Linked DNA regions of Columba livia: region 2 is linked to region 1. A link is a contact called in public Hi-C data. All regions are on one chromosome and are shown on one strand. Each heading gives the region's core, a stretch centred on a gene start, on an enhancer-like site or on the middle of the called end of the contact. The rest is flanking DNA. Distances are from core to core; before and after follow the strand shown. Region 1 has its middle 8.4 kb from the start of VMA21. Region 2 holds the start of GPR50 (G protein-coupled receptor 50).

What was found. Hi-C and Micro-C count contacts between places; a contact is called where the count stands out from the background.
Region 2: a contact with region 1 is called in a Hi-C map of liver, with 3 times the contacts expected there. The contact joins the promoter of GPR50 here to the enhancer-like site in region 1. A contact is called at or near these places in 2 of 2 Hi-C or Micro-C datasets (crop and liver).

Annotation. Positions count from the first base shown.
Region 1 is chr12:10,289,652-10,296,013 of bColLiv1.pat.W.v2, forward strand. No RefSeq gene overlaps it. Among named protein-coding and RNA genes, the nearest start is that of VMA21, 8.4 kb to the left of the region's middle. Within about 2 kb of position 3,315, at least 1 of the 3 cell types and tissues checked has an H3K27ac peak away from gene starts, as active enhancers do.
Region 2 is chr12:10,433,557-10,439,956 of bColLiv1.pat.W.v2, forward strand. It overlaps GPR50 (G protein-coupled receptor 50), which reads right to left and starts at 1,597. Exons shown (of 3, transcript XM_065077834.1): 1 at 1,068-1,597.

The DNA of each region.
Region 1 (6,362 bases), core at 2,065-4,564:
ATAGAGTACAGAAACATGCATAGGTTTTATGGCTTGAATAATGTCTACTCATAAAACTGATGGTATTTTATGCAATGGGAACTGTAAGAATTTATGCCCACTAGCTCTGGGATGACAGCCCTTTTCCTTCAAAAGATACCGTTGGTAGCAGGATTACAGCCATGCCTTGCTTATAGGTGAGTGCAGAAGAAGCAGGAAGAAACCTGTATCTCCAGTAAATTCTTCAGAAGTGCCTGGAGTGAAGCATTCCCCTTTGGCTCTAAGACTAATATTTTTAGTGGAGAGTAAGAGGGAAAAGGTCCTTTGCTATGGGGCTGGATTATGGCCATACTCACGTGTCTTTCCTTCTGTCGCAGATGAATTAAAAATCAAAGGTTTCTGACTCCAACCATGTCCTGGCAGACCTCTCATCCTCTTTTTATAAACAGAACTGGGGAAATGTTTGTCCAAGCACTGTGAGCAACGGGCAACAGAGACTTGAGACCTTTAAGGTCTTAGTGGAGCAGTCAAACCGCAACAGATTCAGTGAAATACTTCTAGGACCCCCATTCCCATATCTGATACTAAAGAACCTGCCCAAATCATAGAAACTTGTCCAGGTGGTGGAAAAGGAGGGACTTTGAAATTCACATTTCTCCTGTCATGGTAGGGTGCATGAAACAGATTTTTTTTTTAATCCTTTAATAAGAGGGAATCTTATGAGGATGTTTTACCAAAAACTACTGTGTTGATGATAGATAAGTCAAAATAAAGCAATGGGAAGAAATGCATGTATTTAATTGCTGTTTGCCCCTGCTTTTTGTTGCTGCCATTGAAAATCACTGTGAAAATGTGAGATGTAGGGGCTTTGCGTATTTGTCTGCAGAAAACTTGGAAGATAAGTCAGAAAGAACAGCTTCTGTATTTAAAAGTGGCTCTCTGAAACAGACATTGGTGCATTTGGGTAGTCATCAGAGTTAAAAGATATAGTATTACCAGGTGAGATCTACAAAACAGCTAAGTCTGCACTGTGTAGACAGACAAACTGGGAATGAGGATAAAATAGGCAAAATGCTCTGTTTGGCTGACCATGTAAGGAGCATGCTTTTGGGGGACAATGTTCCCATGGATCACTGTAGAGAAGAAAGAATTCAAATTGTCTCCATGCTCCAGAAAAATATGTCAGCACCACAGGTGACATCTTCTCCCAGACACCTCAGAACTGCATCTCTCCACTTGCTAAAACATTGGGCTTTGTGGTGGAAGTACCCAGCCCCAAAGGAAGAGACAGAGCACCTTCAGCTGAGCTGGAGCTCCACGCTTGCTGCTCGCCATTCCCCTCGGGGCTGTGGCACAGGCTGACTTCAGGTGAACCATAGGACTCTCCAGCTAAGCAGGAAGATTTGGTTTAGGCAGATAGATTGATAGATGCAAACACACACATATGTGCTTTAAACCAGCGATAAGACAGACAGTGCTTGGGAGTAAATAATACTATATCACAACAATTAGTGATACTACTATATGTCTTCATTGTGTGGGAGGATTTTAAAACCTGTCACTTCTTTGTTGAAACATTCCTAAAAGTGAAGAATTTCTGACGAGCTTCACAACATCAGTTACATGAAAATTGCTTTCCCTTTTCCCCACTCCCAAGAATCTCCATTTTATTTGCATTGCAAGTGACACAAAAAATAGTTTCTGTTCATCCTTTGTCCTGGAAAGTATTGCAGGGATCCAGGACGCTGGGCCAACCCCACCACAAAATTTATAAAATTTTGTAAAATTACCAGCTTTTGCCCAAACCTGTTACACGCTAAGCCATTCAGCAGTGTGACAGTGATGTTATTTGCATTCTTCAGTAAAAAGAATCATAATATTCTCATAGTCATTCAGGATGCCTGCAGCTTAGGATGTAAACCAGACTTCCTCAATTCAATTAATAGCGTAGCTACATTTTAACTGAGACTTTGTTTTTAATTCCATCCTTTGGGTGTAACAGCTTAATTAGCTAATAAAAATCTCCAAGGTCAGCTGCACTCAGAAGAGTTATTTGTTTAGCTCCAGCTCTTTTCAAGATAGCTGTATCCAGGCAGTTTGGCTTTCAGGTAAGTGAACACTGCTCAAAGGAGACCATGAATGTTTGTGTTTAGCTTACTGAGTAACACAGCTCATATTTCCTCCATCAAGAAAGGTGAAGAGGTGCAACTCAGACTTCTCTCTTCGCCCAGCTTTCCTGCTAGGCACAAGGAGGAACAAGTCACCAGGAGATGCTGCAGAGCCAATCAACAGCGTGTCCTCGCTCCCATCCCAGGGCTCTCCAGCAAAACACTTTGTTTTATCTAAAGCACAGATGCTCACTTTGCTCCTGGAAAAAGGCAAATGCAGCACTCAGCAGCAGCCACTGCACAACTGTGTCGTCAAATATCTATGAGGTAGTTTCCTTTCTACACTTTTAAAACAAATATGTGTCTTTTGACCACAGGAAGGATATGGATCATATAAATCTGGAGCTTTGAAGATTTGCAAATCTGGAGATATTAAAAAGGTGGGAGAAAGTCACCACTTTCCCTGCACACCAGAACCAGCGATGCTCTCCCTGGTTATGTGGAAGTCCTGCCCACACCTCTGAGACCTCACCAGGGATATGAGTTACAGCCTTTATATCTCACATGGGAAAACAGCTGAAGCTCTCAGAGGAGTTCAACATTTGGACTTCATTTTTTTTTTTCAATTTTCTATGTAAACAAGCAAAGAAAGGACAAAAAACTCCAAGCAAACACTCCTGGGGACCCCTCAGGGGTCACAGGGACAGACAGGGATCCTTGGAGCAGCTCTCTAGCAGTCAGTGAAGGACCCTGCTTCACAGACACCAGTGGGATCTGGGACACGGGGAGACATGAAGGGGACAGAGTGCCCTGCTTGTTGCAGAGACCAGTGTTTCTCAACATTCCTCTTTGACATGATGACCCCTCCTTCCACGTGAAGACTTCTCACCACCTCTAGTCTTTTAGGCATACAGGCAGACACATCAGAGCCGCCTCTGTAATTCATTTGCCTGTGGGGACTTGTGTGTTTTGAGAAGCTGATGAAGAGCAGGGAGCCTGGGAGGACTTTGAGATGCCCAAGTCTGGGCAAGATTCTCTTTGCTTTCCACTGTCATAACTTTCCATTACCTCATGACTCTGCCCCATGACTTCCCTCCCCATACAGGAACTCACTCATGTTAGCTGTGTGACAGTGAGAAAACACCCCTTTCCCTCTGTCAGGTCTTTACTGGGACGCTGAAAGATTGCAACCCTCCCTCATGCACAACTGAAGCGACTTCTTCACTAGAAGAAGTAACCCCACAGTAGTTATCCACTTGGTGCTGCGTGAAAGGTCTCTGCTCTATCATCCCCTCACGGTAAAAATTACAGACAATAATTAAAGTCAGTAATTACACGTGCTAGAAAACGTAAAATACAAAAAAACCTTCACTATGTGCCAATTATGCTTCAAGGCTGGAAAGGCTGCAGCGAATGGCACACATCTGAGTACACTGCGTACAGGACATGGAGATACAAGCATTAGCTCCTTGGTAGCCTCAGGCTGGATGACGGATGCTTCTGGTTCACTGACGCCTGCCAATGATATAGCAGTCATTTTCTAAATAAATAATACGTTTCATTGAACCTCCCTGCCACTTTCTTGCAGGGAGTTGTTTCTCTTGCTGGTCCCTCCTTTGGTTGTAACTGTTTCTGGTGGGGTTGGTAGGAATTTGGCCTTTAACAAAATCTCATATTAAGACATATAAACTTTTGCATGCAGACAAGAAAAGCTTTCTTTTTCTGGCCAGTTCTTCAGCTTAAACTTAGATGCGTATGGTGTAACTGTGGTTATCAGCAAACTCAATTAAGGATAAGGATATTCCTGTGTCACTGCAATGGCAAAATTACAGTCTTTCCCCTGGGAACACTAACTAGCAGACACTTAACTCTGAGTCTTAGCTTCACGTGCATGAACTCTTGCTCCTGTTGATCTGTTTCTGAATGTGCATAAGATAGAGCTAGCGGATACCCTGTCATCTGTACCTGCCCTGCAGCTGGCTTTTCACTTATTTGAAGGCAATTGGCATTTGAACATATTATCACTCACTAGCCTCTCCAGCAAGCCTGGAGCTGAGGGAGACAAACACATACTGCACACTTTAAGGGTTTACTTCTATAAAGGCAAATCCATAATGCCACATGTTTTGGTTTTGTTTTGGTTTGGTTTTTTTTTCCTTCAGGTCACCTGAGAAGCCTGCAATGAACCACTCCTCCCCAGTGCCCAATATTGCTCATCTGTTTCCTCCCTCCAGAGCAGCCTCATGGGACATAAGCAAAACCAAGCCTTACGGGAGCTGAAGAACAAGGTCCCCCTCAGAGGACGTCAGCCCTGGTCCCCAGCAAAGTCCTATCCAAGCAGTCCAACAAAGAAAACCACATCAGAAACTTGCCCTGCTATTTGTCAGCATCTCAGAGCCTCACTCTGTTTAGCTGTAGGTCACCATAAACTACAAAAGAAGTGGCCCTAAAAGACAGCAAAGCTTCACCGCAGCTGGAGCTCAGAGAGGCATGGTGATGCCTGGCTGCTGTGCTTCCAGAGCCCAGTTGCATCTGTCCTGTCCTCTTCACTTCAAGCAACATCTCCAATGAGGGAGCAGTGCAAAAGCTTTTCAACCTGCTTCCTCCTGGATCTCCCAGCACCTTGAGGAGCAGGGGACCAAGGTTAACACAGGTGACCTAGAAGAGACCTGGTGAAAAGAGGGGATGTTTCAAAGGGCCCAAGAAGATGCATCCAGCGCCCAGGATCTCTTCCAGCTTGCACCTGTGCAGAGCACACTGCAAATAGAAGAGTCACCTGTGCCCAGCCAAAACACTGCATCCCCTTTGTGCTTCCCAGGTGCGATTCCTGCTGGCGTCGGGGCTCCAGCGCCTTAAATAGCGAAATCCTTTGCCTCTCCTTGCCACCGAACAGGGCTGGAGGCAGCCCCACCGGTGCTGCTACAGCCCTGGCATGGCCCTGCCAGGGAGCCGAAAGGCAGAGCCCCTGCCCGGCCGATGCCGAGCTCTTCGTCCTGGGGCGGGCCAGGCGGGCTGTGCTGGGAAGCCCGTGGTCTCTAGATGGTGCTGCTGGGCAGGGAATGAGCACCAGCGGCCGGGGAGGCCCCCGGCACCCACCCACCCTTGTCCGCGGCCGGCCGGGGAAGCTCAGCTGGGCTGCGGGGTCTTCCCGTTCAGCATCACTGTGCAGACCCCCCAGATCAGGCTTGGGGTGCGTGGAAGTCCAGCCATTCCCGCAGCCCTGGGTTGGGTCCTGGCAGCTTATTTAACTGTGTTTCATTAAAAATACTGGTTTAAGGCCCGTTCTAGAAGCAGGCTTTGCTTTTCTTAAATTATTTCAGCAGAGAAGGAAAAGTAGCTGGGCTGTAATAAAAGAATTTTATTTCTGGCTGTTAAAGGGGAAAAAAATGTTAGCTTAATTGCCTAATATTTTATAATCCAGCATCTACTTTTCATTTACAGACTGCAGTTTTATAGTCCTTACCTGCTTAGCTCACCAGTGAAGTGTCCGATACCTGAACACGGGCTCAACCCACAGCAGTACCTGCGGGCACCCAGCTGCACACAGAACCCCAGGCATGCCGTGCGTGGCTGTCCTTGCAATGGGACCGTGGGTGCTTTGCCCAGGCATTTCTGCAGCAGGGCTGGGGCATACCCAGCGATGCAAAGGAAAGGCTGCACATGAGCTCAGGAAGAGCAGGAGCTGTTGATGCTCATGTCCAAGCTAGACTTTAGTACAGGTAATTACCCTGTATCTAAATTATTTCTGTGTTTTACTGGGATACTAGTACTTTTTTTAAGTTAATGCTCTATAATGAAAATCACAGACAGAGCTCGGAAGAATCTGCCCCATTAGCATTAGCGCTATTTGACAGGCCAGAATCTGATGTAAAGGCCATAAAACCAGAAAAGACTGCTGTTGTTTTGGGTGAATATTGGCAGGTTGCCACAGTCACACCACAGGGGAAATTGGTGCTGTGCAATAGCTGTGTGAGAGCAGCCAGCTTGAAGGTGACAATTTCCCAAGGCAGGACATCTCATCTCTACAGAGACCAGGTCAGGTGTAAATACACTTCTCTGATACACAAAAGCATAATTACAATTCCTGGAATTGCTCTGGGGAGAGCACCGATAGCTTTCCCATGCAAAGAATATGAAACTTGCAGGAATTGCCTTTTTCTTCTCCCTTTCTTCTACAAAATTATGTCTAGGAACTCCCTCAGATATGTATTTTTTGACTCGGCACATGCCACTTTGGATCAGCTGGGCTGGATCCATCCACAAAAGACGCTGAAC
Region 2 (6,400 bases), core at 347-2,846, 140 kb after region 1:
CGAGGCTCCTCACCTCTGAGTAACACCTCCTCTGGCTTCAGTCCAAAGCCACTTCTCCATGTGCAGGTCAAAGTACCGGAGCGAACATAAAGGCTGTGTCACAACCTGACCTGGGGGTTTTACAACTGCCCGGTTGAATGAGTCAATAACAAAGCTAAAAACAAGTGCTATGATGGTTCATTCCCCACCAGCAGCACCCAAGCAGCAGCGAGACACAGCTGAAATGGGCAGCAAACACGGTCTGCCCCAGCTGGGTGCATGGGATCTGCATCTGCACTCAAGCCTTGGCTGAGCCAAGCTGCTTTAAGCAGCTTTTTAGCCGTTCCCCATGACCAAAGAGCATCAGTTTTGAAACAATTTTTATTTTTTTTAAAAAAGATTATTATCAAAATCATGCGTTTTCAAGTTGCCAAAGACAGCATTTTGGCTTGAAGTTTGGTTTCTTTAGACTTCTTGGTTGACACGCTGCACTGAATTCTGCATAGTTTTGCAAATATGTTCTGTGTAAACTAAATAATTTTGTTCACAGATTTTTGGCTGGTCTGTTTTCAGGACTTACCTGCAGTGCAGGGGCAGCTCACATGGATGCATCCTTTCAGCACCTTTCACCTTTAGGCGGCTCTGCTCTGGCACCTGTTTGCACCATTTTTAAGATGCTCTCAGATGCATTTCACATGTGGAAAGCTGGGATGTGACTTCAGAGTACCCGAACTTTATATGCAGGTGTCTTGGACTTGCTAGTAGAAACATGTTTTGAAACTAATGAAGATGGTGTTTGGAGTCAAAGAAACACTGCTTTTCTAAATGCTTTGCTTAAAGATATGTGCAGTGCTGCCCTTTCTCCCCTAGCTCTGGAGGCTTTCCAGAGCCCAGCAAACCTGCACCCAAAATTGTTATCTTCTGCTAGGACCAAACCTGCTAGTGCTGTCTTCCAGCCCTTTCCATCACGGAGGCTGCCAAGCTGGGATGTCCCGCAGGGAACTGGTTTTGTCTAGTGACAGAGAATGGTAGTTGATTGCTGAAGAATCAGAAGAGTATAAACGCAAGTTCTACTGGAGCCCACTGACCTTCACCAGCTGCAGAGCCAAGGTGCTGTCCTGGACAAGAGCATCAATGGGAGCAACAAAGCAGCCAGATGAGGATTTTGGCCTCACTTGTTCTTAAAAAAGCTTGCCAGCACAGCACTGCAAGGTAGAGGGGGCATCACATTTTATGAAACTGCTGCAACTGGGGGAAAAAAAGAAAAAAAAAAAAGAAAGAAAAATGGTTTTTCATCTGTTAACTTCTTTTGGTACATAATTTATACCTGCAAAAAGCAGTTTTTTTCAGTGGCCTGGTTCAACTGCCCTAGATGGGAAGGTCTGCATAGCTCTACCAGGCACATGTGTATCTGCATAGTTATAGCAACTAATCTCTCATAGGACACTGAGAAGAAATTATGATAGATGTAGTGAGCAACTGTTTTCATCGGTGGAATGATTTAGATGAATGGTCTTCAGGCTGTTTCCTCCAACCTTCCTGCTAAATGGACTCTTCACTGCTTCAATTAAGAAAAGGCTAGCACTCTGGGAAGCAGTGGCAAGGAAAAAAGATGAAGGTAGAGGTATCAATAAGACCTTTTTAATTATGCTTTACTGGAACGTCTGACATAAATCATACTGAAATAAAAATATCCCCAGTTTGTTAGAAGAATTTAGGCTCATTTGATTGTGCCAGGACCATGAATGTGATCACAGGACAAAGCAACTGAATTAGGGTCATAAACCAGAGCTTTTCAGTACTCAAAGTACACCAGGGTGGGTATATACATGTGTACAAATGGGAAGACCAAGCAGAATGCAATCAGTGCAAAATATTCAAGCACCATCAATGCTTTTCAAACACTCCTTTTGCAAAAACACAATAGCTTTGCTAACAGTGAGGCTTAGAAGGGCAGCACCCAGCACCATCCTGCCGTGCTGCTCCCACCCACCACCGCAGCCATGAGCAGAGAATCGCTCGTCCCTCACTGAGCACAGGACTCATCCAGTGGCATGAAACCCCCTTTCCTGATCCTACCTGCCAACACACACAGCTTAGTAAGAGTTAATCCAGGTATACTATAGTAAATGAAAGCTTGCATAATTGAAAAATAGCTGAGGCATTAATCTTCCTTCTTGGTACCTTGAGTCCTCTTTAAAAAGATTATTTTGTCTTCAGAGACAGCTTTAATGCTATTTAATGAATCACTTATAAATGAAGGATTCCCTCCCCCGCCCCCACTGTACAGGGACAGACTCAACTACACTGATTTTTGTCAAAGAGACAATTAACTTTTGTCAAATATGCAAAGATAATGGCTGCTCTCCACAAATACTACTATACTAAATGTGGCATATTGAAGGCAAATTTGTCCTGTTATTTTGACTGAGCATGCCTAGATACTGTGACATACCCATTTCCATTAGCCTAAGGAATTCTTTGTGCTCACCAAAATAATAAGCTATCCCCTGAGCACCCCTAGGACCAGGGGGCTTGTGCCAGATAAGGAATACCAGGCTGGGAAATTCAGAATCCCAAGACAAGTTCATTCAAAGGTGTTTTGGTGTCCAGCTTCAAAGGAGGGAAGAGACATGAGAAGTAAGGAGAAACGTAGAAAACCAGAGCACCAGGAAACCTTTGCCTGAGCTTCTACACTGAATGTCTTGGTTGCAGACAGAGTGCAGGCAAGTTTTCTTTGAAAGCAGACACCAGGCAGGACCATGGGGCAAATTAGTGGTTTTCCCACTGCAAGTAACTTCAGTGAGTTGCAAAGGCAATTTGTAGCCTGAAGTCTTTCCTAACACAGAGTTCCCAAGCAGAACTACTCGGTCGTCTTCCCACTGAGCACTTGCTCTGTTCCTGCAATCCACACGCACACCATAAAGATGCTGAACAAAGCTGAATCCCCCCGCCCACCCCACCAGCCTGGCTGAGTACTCATGATTATTTCCAATGAGAACAACAGGCAATAAAACTTGTAATTTCTCAGCAAGTGAGCCTTTTGACTCAAGCAATGGCCTGTGGGAGAGACATGTAAGCAGATGCAGAAACAAGGCTGATAATTTCTTTGCTACATGAGCTGCTCCCACGCCGTTAAGCCCTCGATGGGACAGGGGAGCCCTGCCAAGCTGCTCCTGGTGATGGGCAGAGCAGGTTCCCTCCACCCCATGCAGACCAGATGAGAGTTTAGAGGTCTCTCCTGCCTCCTGTATCAAAACCAGGACCTTGTGGTGGTTTAACGCTATCAGGACGCGGTGCTCAGTGTTGGAGAGCTTCACCACCTGCCTTTCCAGCATAGTCGGTTTTTCTTATTTAAGATTCTGGTCTGGATAGACAATAGAGGTTCATTCCTTGGTACGGTCTTAGACTCCTTGAGCTGACAAACACAGCTAAAATAAGCCATTTAGTCCCACTGCATGTCATGGCCGTTATCTTCAAAATAAGGACCAACACCTTTTCTCCCCCACTCCCTGTCTCAATTCTGCCCTTAAATTCAGTGTCTGACTAGGAGGCAGAATTATTCCCAAACCATCACCAAAGGGGGAATCACCATTATTCACTTGCAACTCTCTAGCCAAACACAGAGCAATAGTTCCTCTCTCCTAAACGTAGTTCTTGTCTATTTGGACTGTGCAGCTATTTACTGCAGAGGCAGAACAGCTGTACTGTGCACAGTGTAAGGGCACCCCAGTCTTGGGGAAAAAAAGCACTAGTTGCTTCAGCAATAAATAGATGAATACAGCAGCTTGCCCTGAGCTGCCATCATAGAAGAGATCAACAAAAAAGCAGCTCTATTTGTGCCATCGTGCTTGCATAGAAACTCCAGACAAACTAATAACCTCGTGTTCAGCCACCTTCCCTCTTTGTCGCTGAAGCAGCAGCCTCATGCAGAGCATACAACTCACTTGCCCAGAATAGACTTTTTTGTTAATCGCTCAAAAAGCCGTGGACACAGGCCAGTTCATTCAGCTCAACTGCCTAACTCTGAAATCAAAATCAAAAGGGAAAGAAGGAAAACTTTGTATTCCTTCCGTCCCCTGAATATTAAATGACACCATCAATGTTGCCTTGGGATGCAGCATCTGACTGCTTCCTTTGCTCCAATATGGGATTTAAGAAGAATGACTTCGAGGCTGACTTGCTGTTTCAAATTTTCCATTTTTTCCCCATCTCAGACTTGAGGATACAACATGAATGAAATCAGAATTAGCCTTGTTACAAACAAGCAAGGGGGATGACCTAGATTCAAAATGAAGTGACGGCAAAAGTTTAAAACCCACCATACGGGGCTGTTGGCTGTGGCACATTTAGGTCAAAGTTTGTTGCAATCAAATCATACTTTTCAGAAAGGCTTTTACTAGTGAGATGATTTGTATGGCAGTAGCTGAATTATGCATAGGATTCGTGCAGCCTCTTCTAGTAAACAGCTCCAACCCTTCCAACAGGTGTGGAGAAACACAAGCTCTTCCCTGCAGCATCTTCAGGCTCTGCAACCCTGGGGACACAAGTTGTGCTGTGGCATCGGGATAGCCCTCACCAGCCACATGGGGCAACCTCCTGTGCTGTGCTGGAGCCAGTCTTGCTGCAGGTCTAAAGGTGCTAGGATGAAATGTGGGGTTTTTCAATGATCTTATTGAATACCACCAAAAAAATCCCAACTCAGAGGCCCTGTTCCCAGCGAAGGCAGCCTGGTTGCTGTGTGGGTTGCTGGGGATGCTTGGATGACAGCTGAGGGGTAGCACAGGACTCTGCTCGAGTGTCAGGCACACTGAAGGAAATACATGGAAATGATCAGGCTGGTGGGGTTTGATGTGGTGAACTGGGGGGGAAACAAAGAGCAAAATAAAACAAAAAAAACAGCCAACACACAAACGAGGAAGGCCACAGCTTTTAACCCTGTTAAGCCAGGAAGATTCAACTGATGTATTTCAGGGCTAACAAATCCTGAAGAATTTCAAATGCTTCAGTATCTGAGTAAGAAACTCCTGTGTTGCCCAACAAGAAGTAAGTTACTTGAGGCACTGCTCGCTCCATGCTTGTCAACAAGGCAGTGAATCTGAAAAAAAAGAAAAAAAAAGCCAAGAAAGGAAAGCTGGTTCATGACAGATCGCCCCTTGTCCACCACGACAGCGGCCCTATTTGTCCTAAAGATCTGCCTTTAACTCAAGGAAAAGGAGGACTGCTCATCCTCCTCATACCATCCTCATGAAGTGTGTGCTCACACAAGAGTGGGCAAGGCTTCCCTCCTTATACCAAGACCTTCTAGGGTGGCAGAAAAAGCAAAAAAATAAAAAAGGTACTTCAGGTTTTTCCTGTTGACATGTCTTGCAGTCCCTTTTTCTAACAGTAAAAACCAACAATCACCCCACTCTGCTCCTTACAGGTCTCCTTTCACCATTCCCTTTCCAGTCCATCCCTTCTGCGCTGACACGCCATGTGCACAGGAATCCTGCAGCTCCTGCCTCGGCACCCGAAGGGGTGCCAGCTGCATTGCTCTTGGTTTTCCTGGTTCAGCTCTCGCAGCCTCTCACCATCTTTTCTCTCTCCTTTCTTTCTTTGTCCTCCCCAAGCCTGGGGCTGTTCCAGTTAGGGGATGGCTAGGGGGGACAGGCCAGAAGGGACCTAGGCTTATCCTCTAGCTATGTTTCAATCCCAATAAAAAGGGCTAGTTAGCGCTTCACAAGGAGGTAAAACTGGCTCCCCCCTGAGAGCAGGGAGGGAAAACTCTCCACTCGACAGATGCTGCCCAAGCAGAGGGGGTTGATCTTTCCTCCGACACTCCAAAAGTTTGTGCAGCATCTCAGATGTTCAGTATTGCTCACCAGGCACCTGGTCTTGCCGTGGGGAGAACAGTGTGAGAAAGAAAGTGCCAAGATGCTCTGGCATCTCCATCCTACATATTCCTTCCCTCCTCAGCCCCAATTTGCATTGCAGTTCACCTGGATGCACACCCACCTGCAAGAATTTTTCCCACACCCACTCTGCTGCCCAGCACTATGTCCCAGCTGCTTTTCCAGATGGAGGTGGCATGAGCTCCGGCCAACCCAGCTCACTGGCACCCATGTTACCCACCCAGCCACACCGTCACTGTGGGGACAATTCACAGTTGATGCCACTCTCATCAAAATCACTTCCTTACCATTAGCAGCTGCTTTCTAATGCTAAGGCTGAAATCCCCACAGTTCTCCTCTGTGAGTGAAGAAATAAGAGTCTTAAGAAAGAAGATTTCCCTTTCTCGAACAGCCCCTCCTGCAGCCTGACGTGTGGGAGCTGTGACTCCAACAAGCTTCAGGAGTGCTTGGCACTAACTGCCTCGTTACAAGCCAGTGGCACAGGAAGGACAATACGACATGCTCTACTCCAAATATTAAGCTCTTAA